Regions from separate parts of the Mus musculus genome. Here region 2 is linked to region 1. The links are chromatin contacts, called in public Hi-C maps. All regions are on one chromosome and are shown on one strand. Each heading gives the region's core, a stretch centred on a gene start, on an enhancer-like site or on the middle of the called end of the contact. The rest is flanking DNA. Distances are from core to core; before and after follow the strand shown.

Region 1 (2,908 bases), core at 234-2,733:
ATCTTGCTAGTGTATGCAATGGTGTCAGCATTTGGAAGCTGATCATGTGCTGACTAGTTTTATGTCAACTTGATAGAAGCCAGAGTCATCAGAGGAGGGAGCCGCAAGTGAGAAAATGTCTTCAAAAGATACGGCTGTCGGAAAGCCTGTAGGGCATTTTCATAATTAGTGATTGATGGGAGAGGGCCCAGCTCATTGGGGGTGGTGCTTTCCCTGGACTCATGGTCATGGGTTCTATAAGAAACTCATGAACAAGCCGTAAGGAGCAAGGCAACAAGCAGTACTCCTCTGTGGCCCCCACATTAGCTCCTGTCTCCAGGTTCCTGCCCTGCTTGAATTTCTGTTTTGACTTTCTTTGACAATAAAGTGTGATGTGGAAGTGTAAACTGAATAAACCCTTTCCTCCCCAAGCTGCTTTCGGTTATAGTGCTTCATCACAGCAATAGTAACCCTAACTAACTAACTAACTAAGACACTACTAACACAATATTTACCTTGTCATCTTCTTGAGAAACCTCTTTCTCCTAGGCATGGCATTAAATGTGATAGTTATCTATATTATACTGAAAATATATATTATTGTTGTATTATTAAATGTATGGTTGTGAAATCTACTTAATCCATTAAAGATCTTTGTTCACTCGAAATGTGTCTATTAATTAAAACACAGCTAGTTGCAAGTCACAGAAACCTAAGCCATCCCCTTTAAAAAAGAGAAATATGGAATATGAGTAGATCAGATCTGATAAATTTTTGTGTCTCTTAGGCTTCAGGCTTGGAAGATAGTCAAGGAAAACCTCACTAGGCCCAGGCTCCCACTGGCTATCATACCATGGAGAAAGGTTGGAGGTTCTTCTTGGTATTCTAGCAAATTCTTAATGATGCTACGTTGAGCTGTACATTAATGTTGCTGCTTTGAGCTGTAAGAAGAGCACATTGAAAGAACTAAATAACAGAAATATCCCTTAAAACTTGGGAATAAAATTATTTGGGGGGGGGGCATCGTATTTTAACCGACTAGCAATATTTACGACTGAAACACACTTATTTCCCTTTCAAATAGAATCTCCAATGCAAAAGCAATTCTAAGGGCTCCTCAGTTCACTTTTGTAATTAAAATTTGTTGAGAGGTATGTTGAAGGGTAGATCTATATATTGAATCGATTTCTTTGAAGCCATACAACTTGTAGAAAGAAAGTATAAAATTTTTTCCCATTTACTTGCCTTTTCTGTTCTTGCGCATTGCAAGTAATCTTAACCTTTGCTCCAAGGCTCCCCATATGGTCAGCCTAATGGGATTTTCTGTTTTCCCCGTTTGTTTTCCTTTGCTTTGTGTGTTCTTATTGTGCACATATCAGGAATCAGATGCCCCTTAACAGCACTTCCAACCGCGATGAAAAAGGCTAATGTTGAATGCTGCCATCTCTAGCCCCAGTCACCAGATGAGTCAGACGCTCTGCAAAGGGCTGAATCATAGGACTTCCCTTCCTTCAGTCACGACCAAAGCATTGCGGTTGCCCTACCCTGAAATTAAAATCTAGGGGCAAGAATGGTTTCATTTGTAAAAATGTCAGGTCAATATTGACATATAATAAATCATGCTGAGAGTAGCAGGTCCTACAGTGACAGCTGCATCAAGAAATGACTTTGTGTGCTCACACATCTTGGAGTGAGCATTAGTTCCTATGCTGAAGTCTTTGGGGGCTTACATGCCTTCTTTTAAATCAGATCTCCTTTAGAATGGCCCCTGTGCCCCTTGAGTCTTTCTCCCTCCCTCCACCTGCCCTCTGTATTAGCATTACTGTTGGGTAATCTTTTTTCCATGAAGCTAGGAAAAGCACTTCCACTGGAAACCAGGTCTACATATTATTTGCTTACAGTTGGTAGCCCTCCAAACAGCAGACCCTTTTACTGAGTAGTAGTCACCTCTTTGCTTATAGCTGGTTGCCCTGCAAATAACAGACTCTTTAAGTGAGTAGTAGCCCCTTTGCTTACAGTTGGTAGGTAGCCTTCAGAAAAGAACAGAGGCTTTGACTGTTTTAGCAGCTCCACTTATAAACCTCAGCAAAGAAACTGATTGATCGCTCCTGGGTCATGTGCCCTTCACTGTGCTAACTGGTGGCAGGTTGTTCAGACAGTGCTCTAATTCACCAAGCCTGTGCTATACTCTCTCCTCAGCTGGTAGCAGGCAGTATATTTAGCCGTATCAAAAACATGGAAAGGATTTTTAATGCTGCTTATAGTGAGGCTATATAAAAGGTAAGGAAAAAAATTGGGACATGGGGAAAAGAGAAACCTTTGATGCTGGAAACCTAGGAAGAGGGCAAGATCCTTGGGGCAGTGAATACTGAGGCTTCTTGCCAGCAGGTAAGGAAAAATTCCCCCATAATCAACAGCTGCCTAAGGCCTCTTGCCCTTCCCAGAAATAAACCCGGAATTGCTTAGGAGTTTCACGTGAAACCCCATTTACAGGAAAAGGCATTGTATTAAGCCCAGTGTACAATCCTAGTGGCTTCTTTGACTTTATCAGATTATAATTCTGTCCAAGGCATTTGCAGAGTTACCAACATGGTACATACAGCTAGGGCTAAGATAAGTAATTGTGACTCTTCTTTAAGATGTCCAGATCCACACAGATAGGCAACTCTATCAGAGATTGCTCACTTGTTCTTGGGGGTATCTTCATCCAGAATGACCCCCTTTCTTTTTTCCCCCCTCCTTAACTCTGACGCTAAGCCTACATGAAAATATTTTTAATAAAATCTCCAGCATACTCTGTTTCGTACGCTAGTAATCTTGAAATTCTTTCCTGTCTCTAAGTCATGGTTCAGCCCCAGCGAAGGTCTGTAACAGCCTTCAGAGGCTTCCCAAGGCTGAGTGGCAGCGTAGAGCTGTGTTTGTGCGACCT
Region 2 (2,908 bases), core at 210-2,709, 390 kb after region 1:
TTTTGAGGTTTAGCTTAATGCACGTGCCGCTTGGTCACACGCGCACGCACACACGCAGGCGCACACTTCCAAGAGGCTTTCTGTCTCTCTCTGAGTGTGTTCTTAGTGAAAGGAATCTAAATGTTGAAGGTTATTTTTATGGACTTGGAATATTTCCCAACTGTCTAAATAAAATGAAGTTATTTCAGGTCTCGTTCATGAACAAGTGTTGAGCAGGGCAGAGCCGAGGACAGCCCAGACTAGAAAGGAAAGGATTTATGCAAGTTGATGCAAGTTGTTCTTAACAGCCAGGTGGCTAGATACAGGCCTACTGTGTGTCAGCCACTCCCAGTGCCTCTTCAGCCTGGCCATGCTCACAGCCTGCCAGGGCCTGGGATGCAGCCGCAGCCAATGGTCTGATGGTAGAGTCACTAACAATGGCTGATAACGGCTTAGCACCAATGTCTGCTCTAAGTATCTCATACGTAAGAAAGGATTTAATCCTTATATGTATCCGATCCCACCATTGTGCCCACTGGAGTAGTGTGCAAGCCAAGGAAGAGAAAGGTTAAAAAAACATACTTCATATCACACAGCTCAGAAGTGGCAGAGGCGACTAAGAGCACGCCAGGGGTAGCGGGAGCTCTCGTGGCTCCTTTGTGTGCTACGCGGCGTTGGCGGGAACCAACCTGATCCCCCCTAGAGCATCATTGGCTCGCTCTCGTCTGTCCAGTAACCACGTGCTACTTCAGCAGTTGCGCAGTGGTTTCAGGCACCCGTAGGGCGGCCACTCAGCGGCAAGCTCTTCCTCACTGTTCTTCCAGTTCCCCACACCTTTTGGAGAGTGTAAATTCCTTTGTTCATTTTGGTTTTAAGTTCATGTAGTCATTTGGATGAGATTTAGGATGTCACCTCTCTCCCACTGTCCTCCTGCTCAGACACTCTTGTCCACCTGTCCACCCCTTTCAGTTCCCCGGGTTGCAACTCAAAGGAGGGCAGCGGATCTTGTACTTCTGTTGATCTTCAAGAGATTCATTGTCCATCACTCCCTCTGTGCTTCCCTAGTGCTGAGAATTTCCCCACAGGTATCTGCTTCCTTCAGAAACACTGCTTTATCTGTAACATCTCTCACTTGCGTTATTAGTTAGGGTCTATACAGAATAAATGGAGTATGTAGCTAAGACTCTAAGGACTATTCTTGGCTACATTCGCAGTCCTTTCTTGCGAAAATTATTACCGTGGTTCTCTTCAGCAATTCTTTTATTGCTAACAACCCTTTCCCAACTCTGCCATGGTTTTACGTCTTCCCATTGATCTGAGCCTGAGGACTTCTCCCTTACACTCCAAACTCTTTTCACCACACTGAGAACTAAATCTCCAAACAAAAGCAGGCTTTCCCACATTGCACATTGTGGCTTGTCCCTGTAGAGAGCCCTAAGCACCTTGCTTGAAGCTCAAACGGAAGCCACGCCCATCCTGTGGCTGGGGACCCAGGCCATTTCCTTTGTTTGGTATAACTCTCAACTAGAAGCAGAAAAACAAACAGTTGTGTCCCCTGCCCTCTGAGTTCATTCCCAACACCGACATTGCCCTCCAAGATCATGTCCAACACCGAAGTCTCTGGGTATGGTTTGAATGTCTCTCCCGTTGGCCTCATATGTCTGGGTGTGACTCACTGGAAACGACAACAGACAGTGACTTCATCCAATTCCTGATACACATTTGAGGAAGCAGGTACTTGTGGCTGGCCAGTCCTGGATTGAAGTTTCTTTAACTGGAATTATTATTTCCATGTGGCTCACTGAAAAGTATCGTAGATCTAGTGCAAAGGTCAACATACCTCTTCTCTAAGAGGGCCTGATCATAAACATTTTAAGCTTTGGGACTAAGGAGATCTCTCAGTTGGTAAAGTGGTTTCCAAGCATGAAGACTTGAGGTCAAATCCTAGAACCCATATTACACCAAACAAACCTAAACTGGACACGTGGTATAGGCTATGCTTGTAATCCTGGTGCTGATGAGGACAACTAGTTAGTCACTCTAGCCTGCATAAGAGGGAGCCCCAGGTCACTGAGAGACCCCCATCTCAAATAACAAAGTAGTTATGCTTGAAGAATGATGGCCATGGTTATGTTCTGACTTCCACATGCACATTTACACATCAGCAATAGTAACATAAACACATAAAAATCAGATGGATGGATGGATGGATGGATGGATGGATGGATGGATGGATGGATAGATAGATAGATAGATAGATAATAAAGTGTGTGCTTTAAAAACACAGTCTCCAAGTCTTTAACTGGCTAACTTGATTCTTTCCTGAGTCCTGTAGCTTTAATTGCTCTTGTTAATGAGTAGAACTGTGTGTCTAGCTTTGTGTTATCCCCCATGACGTTTTTTTCTCCCCTCGTTGGACTGAATTTCAGAATTTTAGAGGCAGTTTTCAAACATTTCAACTGTGCATCTGCTCCATTAGGTGACCTGCAGTGCCGCCCTGTGGCCAATGTGATGTCTGCAGCCACAGTCCTTGGTTGAAACTGGGATTCAACCACTTAGATTGTAACCAAATACAGGTTATCTAGAAAATCCACACAGTTTACTTTTGCTAAGAATGGGGGGGTCACTTTTTGCGCACTTTCCCAAGTTGCTTTATTGAATATTATATTTTTACTCCTTGCCCTACAGTCAGATAGTCAGATTTTCTCATCATTTGTGGGAAGAGGTACCTAAAAACAATTTATCACCCTAGAAATTATTACAGCAAATAAATCTACCTTTTAGAGTAATTATTAAGATTGATTCTAAGTTTCTGGTAAAAAACTAGCCAATAGCTGTGGGTGTGGGGTGGGAGGGAGTCTGTGTGTATATGTGTATGTGTGAGTGTGTGTGTGTGTGTGTGTGTGTGTGTGTGTGTGTGAGTTGGATG

The links. Hi-C and Micro-C count contacts between places; a contact is called where the count stands out from the background.
Region 2: a Hi-C map of bone marrow-derived macrophages shows a contact between it and region 1, with 5 times the contacts expected there. The contact joins two enhancer-like sites. A contact is called at or near these places in 2 of 15 datasets of contacts at CTCF or cohesin (embryonic stem cells and stem cell-derived epiblast-like cells), 122 of 484 Hi-C or Micro-C datasets (3T3-L1-derived adipocytes, the AML12 cell line, B cells and 67 more), 8 of 115 datasets of contacts at active chromatin or transcription factors (the NIH/3T3 cell line, astrocytes, a beta-TC-6 cell line and 5 more) and 2 of 9 other capture datasets (bone marrow-derived macrophages and embryonic stem cells).

The regions. Positions count from the first base shown.
Region 1 is chr13:108,818,573-108,821,480 of GRCm38.p6, forward strand. All of the region lies in intron 1 of Pde4d (phosphodiesterase 4D, cAMP specific), which reads left to right. Among named protein-coding and RNA genes, the nearest start is that of Pde4d, 170 kb to the left of the region's middle. Within about 2 kb of position 1,484, at least 39 of the 459 cell types and tissues checked have an H3K27ac peak or open chromatin away from gene starts, as enhancers often do. A contact at or near this core is called in bone marrow-derived macrophages, where this site is marked.
Region 2 is chr13:109,208,127-109,211,034 of GRCm38.p6, forward strand. The region is part of intron 3 of Pde4d (phosphodiesterase 4D, cAMP specific); the gene reads left to right. Among named protein-coding and RNA genes, the nearest start is that of Mir582, 120 kb to the right of the region's middle. Within about 2 kb of position 1,460, at least 14 of the 459 cell types and tissues checked have an H3K27ac peak or open chromatin away from gene starts, as enhancers often do. A contact at or near this core is called in bone marrow-derived macrophages, where this site is marked.